Linked DNA regions of Mus musculus: region 1 is linked to region 2. Evidence: chromatin contacts called from public HiChIP or PLAC-seq data. All regions are on one chromosome and are shown on one strand. The core of a region is the stretch at or near the end of the contact, and the rest is flanking DNA. Distances in the headings are between cores, read along the strand shown.

Region 1 (5,133 bases), core at 2,533-5,032, 2.4 Mb before region 2:
ACCCACGGAACCTTGCTCTGCGCTCCGCCTCGCACACCGTGGGATCCAAAGCTTCGAGGTGTGGAATTGGATTTGGTTTTTGTTTTTATTAGGAGGCAGGGCCTCATCTAGCACGGGCTGCCCTTGAACATGCTATGTAGCCAAGGACTCCTCCTTTCTGCCTCCCCAGTATGGAGACAACAGGAGGTACTGGGGACTGGACTCAGGTTGTCAAGCTTGGGGGCAAGCATCTATAACCACACTAAGCCATCTTGCCCCATCCCCGCCCTTCACTTTTTGCAAATTCTTTTTTATTTATTTACTTATTTATTTCTATTTAATGTGTATGGGTGTTACTCCTATATGTATTTGTACCATGAGCATGCCTGGTGCCCACAGAGGCCAGAGGAGGGTGCTGGATTCCCTGGGGCTGGAGATACAACTAGTTGAGAATGGAAGTCGGGTACTCACCGGTTGGTAGCTATCTCTCTCTCTGACCCTGACCTTTTTCTTCTTCCTTTTCTTTTCCCCTTCTATTCTTTCTCTTTAAATGTGTGTGTCTAGTGTCCTGCTCTCTCACCTTCTACCTCATCCCCTTCATACAGTCCTTCACTGAGCCTGGAGACAGACCATTGGCCAAGGAGCCTTGGTATTCTTTGTGAAGGAGTTTGGGGGAGGGGGTGCAGGGACTCTACCCCAGGACACTGTGGCCTTGTCGATGACTGCCCTCTCACACACTGGCAGTATGTCTGTCCCCTGACTGGCCTCCACTGTCCATTTCTTACCTTCAGCACAGCTGCCTTGCCTTCCCCCGTGGCCACAAAGATGATACTTTGGGCTGCGTTCAGCACAGGAAGCGTTAGGGTCACCCTCTGCGGTGGTGGCTTTGGGGAGTCACTGATGGGAGCCACGATCTTCTCCCGCTCCTGGGGAAGGCAGCCAGTGAGGACTGGGATGGAACCGCCCCTCCAAGCACCAGGTCTACAATGCCAACAGGTTTTCCTGTTGCTCTCTTGGGTTTCTGAGACAGGGCCGTACTCAGTATCCAGGTGGCCCTCACCCTCACAGCAAATGCTGTGATGACAGACATGCACCACCATCATCATGGGAGCTGACGCTCGGCAGGGCGGAACTGAGGGGCACGGATGCTCAGATACCCAGAAGACTGACACAGCCTGGTGTATCAGGGCCAGGAGGCCCCCCCCCCCACGCTCACCTGTAGGAGGGGATGGTCAGGGAAGAGCGAACAGGTATGGCCGTCAGGGCCCACTCCCAGGATCAGCAGGTCAAACACAGGGACAGCGTCTCCTTGCAAGGCCTGACAGAAGGATGGTGGGTCAAGTGTGTGCGAGCTCAGAGGTAACACACAAAAAAGCTGAAATCTGGTTCTATCTCAGCTTAGACCACCTTCTGCTGAATGTGCCCGCTCAGCACATTCCCTACACAACAGTGGCCACTCCTGCACAGGGCAGCTTCAACATGGTATGAGGTCTGTAGGATTTTTTTTTTTTTTTTTTTGAGGGTAAGCATTACCCTCCAGCCCAAGCAGGCCTCAAAAAGCCTCCTGCCTTAGTCTCCTAAGTGCTAGGGGTCACAGATGCACTACCACACCTGACTGATCCAGTCCGGGGGCTTGTTTCCCATTTTAGTGGACAAGAACCTCAGGTCTGCAGATGAGTGTCCCTGAGATGTAAGGCTCCAGCCCAAGTCTCCCCACCATGGTGACAGTCTGTGTCCCTAAGCAGTCATCTCTGCCGCAGTCTTTTACAGCTTTCCTACCTGTCCCGGGACCCACCTGTCTCAGTTTCCTGGCATAGTCCTCTGCAGCATCCTCCACAGGTAGGGCAGGATTGATGGTAAGGACCTGGCTGTCTGGGATGGGCAGCTTTGAGAGCAGGTGTGTCTGTAGAAGGGGAAGGGATAGTCAAGGAGTAACATGACTTGCCTAAAGCCAGGAACCCTGAGTCACACGGCGTTCTTCTCCACAGCCTGGCTGACTCTTCGGAGTGGCTCGGGCTCCCTCAATCAGGGACTCAGCCTGGCTGCATCCAGTACACAGCTGGCACCTGACTATACAGAGGTGAACTCCAGGAAGAAGACTGTGATCTACTCTTAGACACCCTGCCTGTGTCTCCATGTCTGGCTCTTGGAGTAAGTCCAGCTCAGTGGAGCAATGCCAGGGAGAGGCTGGGGGCAAATGTCAGAATGCCAGGATGCTGTGCCCTAGAGATGGGGGTGCTGGGGACTCTGTTAACCAACAATGCTCAGGGCGCTGGGGACCCTGGAGAACAGAGGAGCACAGGGCTCCAGACTGAAGGCCATAGGAAGGTGAGCCAGGAAGGCAAAGGAGAACTGGCCGCTGAGTCCACTCTACATGGCTCCTGTCTCAGCCCATTGGGCAAGACACCTACTGCTCAAAGTGTCAACAGATTCCTGGTGATGAAATCCTGCTTCCTTCAAAGACCCAGCTGTTAACCAGGTCACCTCAGAGGGGCCTACTTAGGGGTCTTAGCTTTATTTTTCTTGAGTGGGCTGCATCAAAATAAGTCTCACGTTGCACAGGCTAGCCTCGAACTGGGTAGCTGGGAATGACCTTGAACTCCCGATCCTCCAGCCTCTACTTCCTCATTGCTGGGAAGACAGGGGTGCACCATCATTCCTGGTTTATATGACACTGGAAATGAAGCCTGGACCTTAAGCATTCTAGGCAAGCACAATATCAACTGAGCTACAAGTACCCTACCAACTGAGCCTTGTGCTAGTACACACAGCCAGTTCAGTGAAGTTCTTGGGCAGGCATCGTGTTCAAAGTGGTGCAGTTTCAGGTCCCTAGATGAGGGTCAAGGCGACATGAATCTTCTGTTTCCCCACCTGTAAGTAAGTGTAATGGCCCTTCCTCCCCTGCTTCAGACCCATGACACTGGACCAGCTTCCCCTAGGAGGTGGTGGCAGTCATCCAAGTGTGCTCAGAGCTCAATCCTCCATGCCTCAGTTTCCCTGTGTGTGACGCAGGGACCTCTGTAACCTATAGGGCGCCTTGTGGCCATCATACCCCAGGCTGCTGGGAGGCGATGGCCAACGGCTCTTGTTAAAGAAAACTGAGACCCAACACACCCTGGACACTAGAGGCAGGCTGAGTGCACAAACAGCCATGACCCACGAGGCCCCACAGCCAAGGTACGGCCCTTAGGAAGATACGGGGGACGGAGGCCCGTCAGGCTGCACTTGGATGGACATCACTGCGCATCCAGCAAGACCCCGTGGGGCCCGGAGCCCGCGGGTAGGCGTTGAAGCAGATCCTTGCGTTTCCTAGGCAGGCTGAGCCAGTTCGGCGTGGCCCGCGCTTCCTCGGCGGACTGAGCCGACTCCGCGTGGCCCACGGCGGCCCTTGTATCTTGAGTTTCCACGGTAGGCTGAGCCAGCTCGGCGTGGCCCACGGCGGCCCCCGTAGCCCGTACGGTGCGCGCCCCCGCAGCGCTCACCCGGTAGAGGCCGTACGTGCTCTCGGCGTGGTCGAAGGGCACGAGGCGCTCGTCGCAGAAGCCGAGCGTCCAGCGCGCAAAGCTGGCTGGTCCAGCGGGAGCGGCGGCGGCGGGCAGGTCTCGGGCTAGCATGGAGACCAGGCTGCCGCCTGACAGACCAAGCGCGAAGCGGCCACGGTCCCCTTCCAGGCAGCTCGCGGCCCGCTGCGCCACCAGCTGCGCCAGCGACGCGCCCAGCTCTTGCGGGCTGGAGAAGACCGAGATGAGACTGGGCGCGGGTGCTGCCATGGCGGTGGGGAGGCGGCGGCGCTCCCGGCAGAGGCCAGTACGCCAGTGCGCCTGCGCGACGGCCGCGCTGCCATGGGTCCGAGCACTTTGAGCCAAGGTCGTGGCGCATGTGCAGTTGCACAAAAGAAGCGTCGCCGGGGCCGGGCTAGCGGGTGGTTCCCGAAACCGCAGTGCTCCGCAGGGCTTTGAGGTGGGTAGTGGGCGGGCAGTCCCCGGCGCTTCCCTGGGCGAGACACGCCTTGCTGGCCCGGTTTCTCGCATTTTATTTAGTTTTTAAGCTGGAGTCTAGTAGCTCCGACTGGCCTCACGCTCCTGATCGTTCTTGATTGGAGTGCTGGGGTGACCGGAGTGCCACAGCACTCTTGAGCGTTTTTCAGGGTGCGGTCGGAAGCACAGAGTGCGCCAGCTGCAGCGTGATAAGGTCAGTAAGCTCTCAGGTGGCAAGGACAGGAGGCTAGCCGGGAGTTAGAGGCTGTGACGTCCCCATGCCTGCACGGCTCTCCCCACATTCGCCTATCTCGGCCAGTCGCCCCTTCTCTGTTACTCCAGCGGATGCGGCAGTTTGTAAGGTCTTCTGCTCACAGCTGTCTGCGGCAGAAAGAGGATTCCTCAAGACAACCGCCACACGACAGTTGAACATCTGCATTTGAATGTGAAACTGCCCCGGTTCTTGTGCTTGAGCCGGTGGCTCCCAGTCGCCCGTGCTATTTTAGGAAAATACAGAACCTTTAGGACTGTTAAGAGCCTTGACCCAAGTAGATCAGTCAGAAGGTGACAGCTGTTTCCACCACAAAGACCCAATTAAACCCCCTCTGGTTCCTCTCTCTTAATTTTCTCCCGCATGTATATCTTTGAACCAAGTGCATGCAGAGGCCAGGAGAGGGCATGGGATGCCCTGGAACTGTTAGATGGTTGTGGTCCTCTGTGTGGAAGGAGGGTAAAAAGCCGAACCGGTGATCTTAACCCCTGAGCCACTGCACCCTCCTGAACTCGAGAGAGCTCCAAAATCCAAGCAGTCAGTCACTGTGTCGGTACTGAACCCAGGGCCTTCTGCATGCTAAGCCCAGGCTAGACCATTGGCTGGACCCCAATCCTAAACCTACAGCCTTTCTGAGTGCCCATGTGAGGCTGCAAGTGGCAAGTTATACAGTGTGAAACACTGCAAGAACTTTGTTGTTATTCAAGACATGCTGCTGCTGCTGCTGCTGCCCTGACTGTCCTGGAACTCTGTGGACCAGGCTGTCCTCCAACTCACAGAGACCTGCCTGCCTCTCCTTCCCAAGTGCTGGGATTAAAGGCATGTGCCTTTGAACACATTTTAAAACCTTTTATCGTTTGTGAATTTAACATCATGCCCCCTAACCTCTCTCACCGCCCCCCTTCA
Region 2 (4,732 bases), core at 1,037-3,536:
GGAACCTCTGACTTGGTATACCAGGTTGACTCAAAAGAGTTGACCAGAACTCAAAAGGCCCCTGCCCTATCCTCTGAAACATTTGTTCACCAACACGGATGACCGAGGTCAAATATAACAACAGGTTTGGTGACACATCTTTCTAGACCTGACTCAGGCATAGGAAAGTGTGAGGCATGTGGCCTTAGATGTATGAGGAACGCTTTGGGGATTCTACTGGGGCAAGAGTATAGTATAGGCACATCTAGTCACTGCAGAGCATTCCCTTGGAATAAAGAGCTAATTGAGCTTTTTGTCTTGCTGGTGGTCATGTTATTTAGGTTTTAACTGTGCAGCCACGTCACACATACGTACAAAGTACATCACAGGCTTCCTCTCATCAGTCTGCCTCCTTCACTCTCAACTCACCTCCCTTTACCTCTGAAGTATCCTGTCCATGGGTTGTTTCTATTGTCCCATGGTACATCCAGTTCCAACCTCACACCCAAATACTGCCCACTTTCTACCTAACTGGGCCACAATAGGTTAGTATGCATGCCCAGCTCTCTACCCACGGTGTATTTGAAAGAGATGTCAGTGCTACAGTAAAAGTGTCTTAGTCATGATGAGTCACAATTGTAATCCTAGCTCTCCAAAGAAAAGTCGTGAGCTCAAGGCCAGCCTTGACTACTTACTGAGAATATGTCTCAAAAAAGGAAAAAAGTGCCATATGTAATACCCACTTTGCAGAACAGGAAACTGAGGTCTAGCCTAGGATATGACTTTGTAATAGCAAAGGTAGGGCCAGAACCAGAAAGCTATAGGCTCCTTTGTCCAGTTCTCTGGAATATCACAATCGTGACAAAATTGAGTTTGACCAAGGACAAAGTTGAGTTGACAAAGATCTGTAATCCACCGTCCTTAGTCTCTCTTTGGAGTCCACTGTTACCTTCAAGAGCCAGAACAATTGTTCTGTATCCTCCCTATTCACCAAAATTCCTGAGACACCTCTGAGAAGACATGCTTATACCAAGTCAATGAGTGGGGCACAGAAAGAAGAAAAGGCTTCCATCAAAAGAGGCATCATTCTGCCTGTGGTGGTTAGAGGTGGGAGTAAGGATGGAACTCGGAACTGGAACTGGGGAACGTATAGATAGAGAGACGTCTGGCATAAACTCTCCTGTCTCAGTCTCCCAGGTCTCCCAGGTGCTGGGATTACAGGCTGGCTGGCTATTTATTTTCCCTCTTTAGTGTTCAGGAAGCTAGAATTACATAATTAAATAAAGCTTTAAATTAATCTAGGGTCAAAAGCAGGAGGGAGCAGCAGAGGTTTGGGGCAGGAGAGTGTCAGAAAGACTCTGATTCAGTCATGCTATTAGTGATCCCTACTCTCCTTCCCTTAACCTGCCCCTTTCAGGGCAAAGCTGGCAATTTCTGGACAGCGCCTCTGCCTTCAGACTGGCCTGCTTTTCACTATCTTACCCTCAGTGTACCCTCAGATAGGTGGTGAAAAGTGGGTGGATGGCTGATGCTTTTACTGCTGGGGATCGAAATTAAGGCCACAACCTTTATCTCTGAGCTAATTATCCAGCCCGCCCTGCCTATATATTTCTACTTTATATTTTGAAACAAGGTTACACTTCGGTGCTCCAGGCAGGACTTGAATTTTTAATTCTCCTGTTTCAGCCTCTCTCAAGTCCCTGGGATTACTGGCTAGCATCACTCAGGCTTCTGAAGTGTCAAAATTTAATTGGATCTTTTTGAGGACTGAAGTCAGGAGGCTCTGGGCTCTCTGGTCTATAATCGCAGCAAGGTGAAGCAATACCCTCATAACCCCTCTAGACCGTTAGTTTGGTCCTTAAACCAAGAAACTCAACCTTTTGCTGGGGTTGTGGCTGGGAGTTGGGCTGGAGAAATCACCGGTAAGAGGCAGAGGTAGCAAAGAAGAAGGGAATGCAGAAAATGGGTAAAGAAAATGCAAAGGCGAATAGAATGCAGACAGAGAAAGCAAGAACGAGGAGACAGTGGAAGATGAGGAAAGATAGAGAAAGGCTGAACAGACAGGAACCCCCGAGTGTGATGAAACGAGAGCTAAGAAACTGCGAGCCTGACCGGCGCGGGCTTTGGGCACAGAGGAGCCAGGAGGTCGGAGCAACCCCAGCTGTCAGTCTGGAACAAAGGCCGGGGAGAGAGCAGGACAGGGTGCAGGCAGTGCGGGCCAATGAATGTCGTTGACTCTGGCCCCGCCCCACTCGTGCCCCGCCCCACCCCGCCCCGCCGGCGGCCAGGGACCCAGCGCAAGGGCCAGAGCGCCCGGACGAGCTGGCGGGCTCTGGGAGGCTCCGACAAGCTCACAGTCCGAAAGTTTCTCTGTCTTTCTGCTGCTCCTGGGAGTGTGACTTGAGCGACGCGGGATCCGCCGGCTCTAGGAGCCCTCCAGAAAAAGAGAAAGGGGCACTGCACAAAATACACCGAAAAATCAAAATCTGCAGCCATTTGCAGCTATCCCCAAGGCGGAGGAGGACAGACAGGTAAGGTACGGGTACCCAGGGTCCTGTTCCTCCTTCGTGCAGGGTCTACAGCTCTGCGGACGGCCCAGACACAGGGAAGACTTCGCTTTCTACAGCATACCACTCCCGGGAGTGAGTCCGCTCGTCTGTCGGTCTTTGTCTGTCTGTGTCCGCGTCTGTCTAGGTGTCTTTGTTTCTACATGTAACTATCGGGGTGAAGGGCAGTGGTAGGTGTGGGGGAGTCTTCTTCCCTGTCACTGATTGTATTTCTAATCTGACCCCAGCCGGAAGGAAATGGTGTGCATCAGTCAATCCTTATGTCTTTGTCTGTCAGACCGGGGATTCTCGTAAACCTGAATTTCATCTTGGAGACGTGCATTAGGTGACATGAATGTAGAGATGAAGAAATGAGAGGTGAGGAAGTGAGGCCACAGAGACTGGGGCCCCAGACAGAGGATCCAGCTGCTGGCGACTGGCTAGTGAACTTTACCTTGCTGGCTGGAACTTTGGAGGTACATGTGTCTGGAAGGAATAGGAATGAGCTTGGACGAATACACAGGTAGACAGACACATAGACACACACTGACACACCTCAGTTCACTCCTTTTTCTCATTCACCACAGGGAATCAGATCCCCTCTGTTTTTGCTTCTCATCTGCCCTGGCTTCACTCAGCAATAGAAACCCAAACACCACGGACCAGGTGATGTTTCCCTTCCCTGCTCCAAGTGGAAGGGATTAAACTGTGGCACATGTGAGCATTCTGCTCACCCACGGGTTGTCAGTCCTCAATTTCCCAAGCACTAGAGATGTTTAGGGATCCAAGAACCATGCCTTCTGCCCTCAGGTTTTCTGCATGCTCCTTGGATTGCTGAGGAGCAGGCTCTGGGTTCTGGGTAGCTGTCATCGAGACTTCTCCACCAGAGGGTCTCTCCTCCCTGGAAACACAATCTAGTCTCAGCCCATCACAGAGAGATGAGCTGCCCGCATGCACTTCTCCCAGAACCCAGATCCTGACGGGGGGGGGGGGGGGGCTGCTGGTAAGGGATTTTGAGGATTTGTAACCTGAGCTTCCTTCAAGTTCAGAAACAATTTTCTGCAGGCAGACAGAAGGAAAATGGAGGTGTTTGAAAGGTGTATGCACATGAATATCCAAGTTAGAGTTTACAGGGGTAAGAGTCTTCAAGGTTGGCACAGAGCAGAATGTGGGCAGGAGTCTGTGGGCAGAGAATGCACCCTAATCAGGCAATGGCCCACACCTTGTATTTACCTAGCTCTTTCTTCTGACCATTTTCAGTGCATCATAGATGTTATCTCATTTGTTGTCTCCTTTATCCTCACACCGTAACTACCACATTAGTATGAGATGTGATTTACTCTGTGTCTGCCAGTGAAGAAACAGAGGCACCAAAATGCAAGGGTGTTCCCTGAGATCCCATAACCAATGAGAGCCAAGTCCATCATTAATGAAATCCAAAACTTCATGTCTTAGCTGTGGAGATGGGAGTATAGAGCACTCATCTGCTAGAGTTGAGAAGAACTGTCTGTGTGTGGGGGGAGGGGGAGATGGCGGGGGGGGGGGAATGAGAGCATCCTTCCTGGAGGGTTCATGGAAGGACCAGACATTTGCTTTTGCTCAGGATGATTGTCTTTCCTATTTCTAGCCTATGTCTTGGCGCCCTCTGCAAGGCAAACCTGCTTTAGCCATTCAGTCTGTGCACTCTTGAGACTGAAGGAGATTTCCTTGTGTGGCTATCTACCTCTGATGGTTGCAGGAGCTGAGGTAGGAGAAGTATGCTGTTGGGGAGTGCTCTGGGTGTGCCAGTTCTCTGAGAGTGTGAAGAGTGCTCAGTTGCCATGCAGGGTTAAGAAGCGAGATGTCTGCATGTATGGGTGAAGAAGTAGATCTCTGTTCCTGAAAATGTATTCTTATGCCTTTGGGCGTGTTTAACAGTCACCCCACAGCTTTTCATTGGATGCTACAAAACGCAAGGCTTTGGGACCCACAATGAAGCAGGAATGAATATCATAGTCTGGGGTTAGTTTCCTTGAACGAGTGCTTCCTTGAAATTCAGGGGTTCTGTGTTTGAGACCCTAACACTACATAAACCTTCATATGGTGGCACAGTATTATAACCAAACCTTGCCCAAGTGGTGGAGATAGGAGGATCAGAAATTCAAAGCCAGTCTTGACCACATAGGAAGTTCAGGATCAGCCTGTGCTACCTGAGACAATCTCAAATG

What was found. HiChIP or PLAC-seq counts read pairs in DNA pulled down with a chosen protein or histone mark.
Region 1: a contact with region 2 is called in an H3K4me3 HiChIP or PLAC-seq map of embryonic forebrain, with 5 times the contacts expected there. The contact joins the promoter of Pgls here to the promoter of Lzts1 in region 2. A contact is called at or near these places in 1 of 39 promoter capture datasets (liver) and 1 of 115 datasets of contacts at active chromatin or transcription factors (embryonic forebrain).

What each region holds. Positions count from the first base shown.
Region 1 is chr8:71,590,833-71,595,965 of GRCm38.p6, reverse strand. It overlaps Pgls (6-phosphogluconolactonase), which reads right to left and starts at 3,782. Exons shown (of 5, transcript NM_025396.3): 1 at 3,462-3,782; 2 at 1,775-1,882; 3 at 1,196-1,297; 4 at 765-905. The coding sequence starts at 3,749.
Region 2 is chr8:69,181,752-69,186,483 of GRCm38.p6, reverse strand. Lzts1 (leucine zipper, putative tumor suppressor 1) reads left to right here and starts at 2,286. Exons shown (of 4, transcript NM_001370971.1): 1 at 2,286-2,510.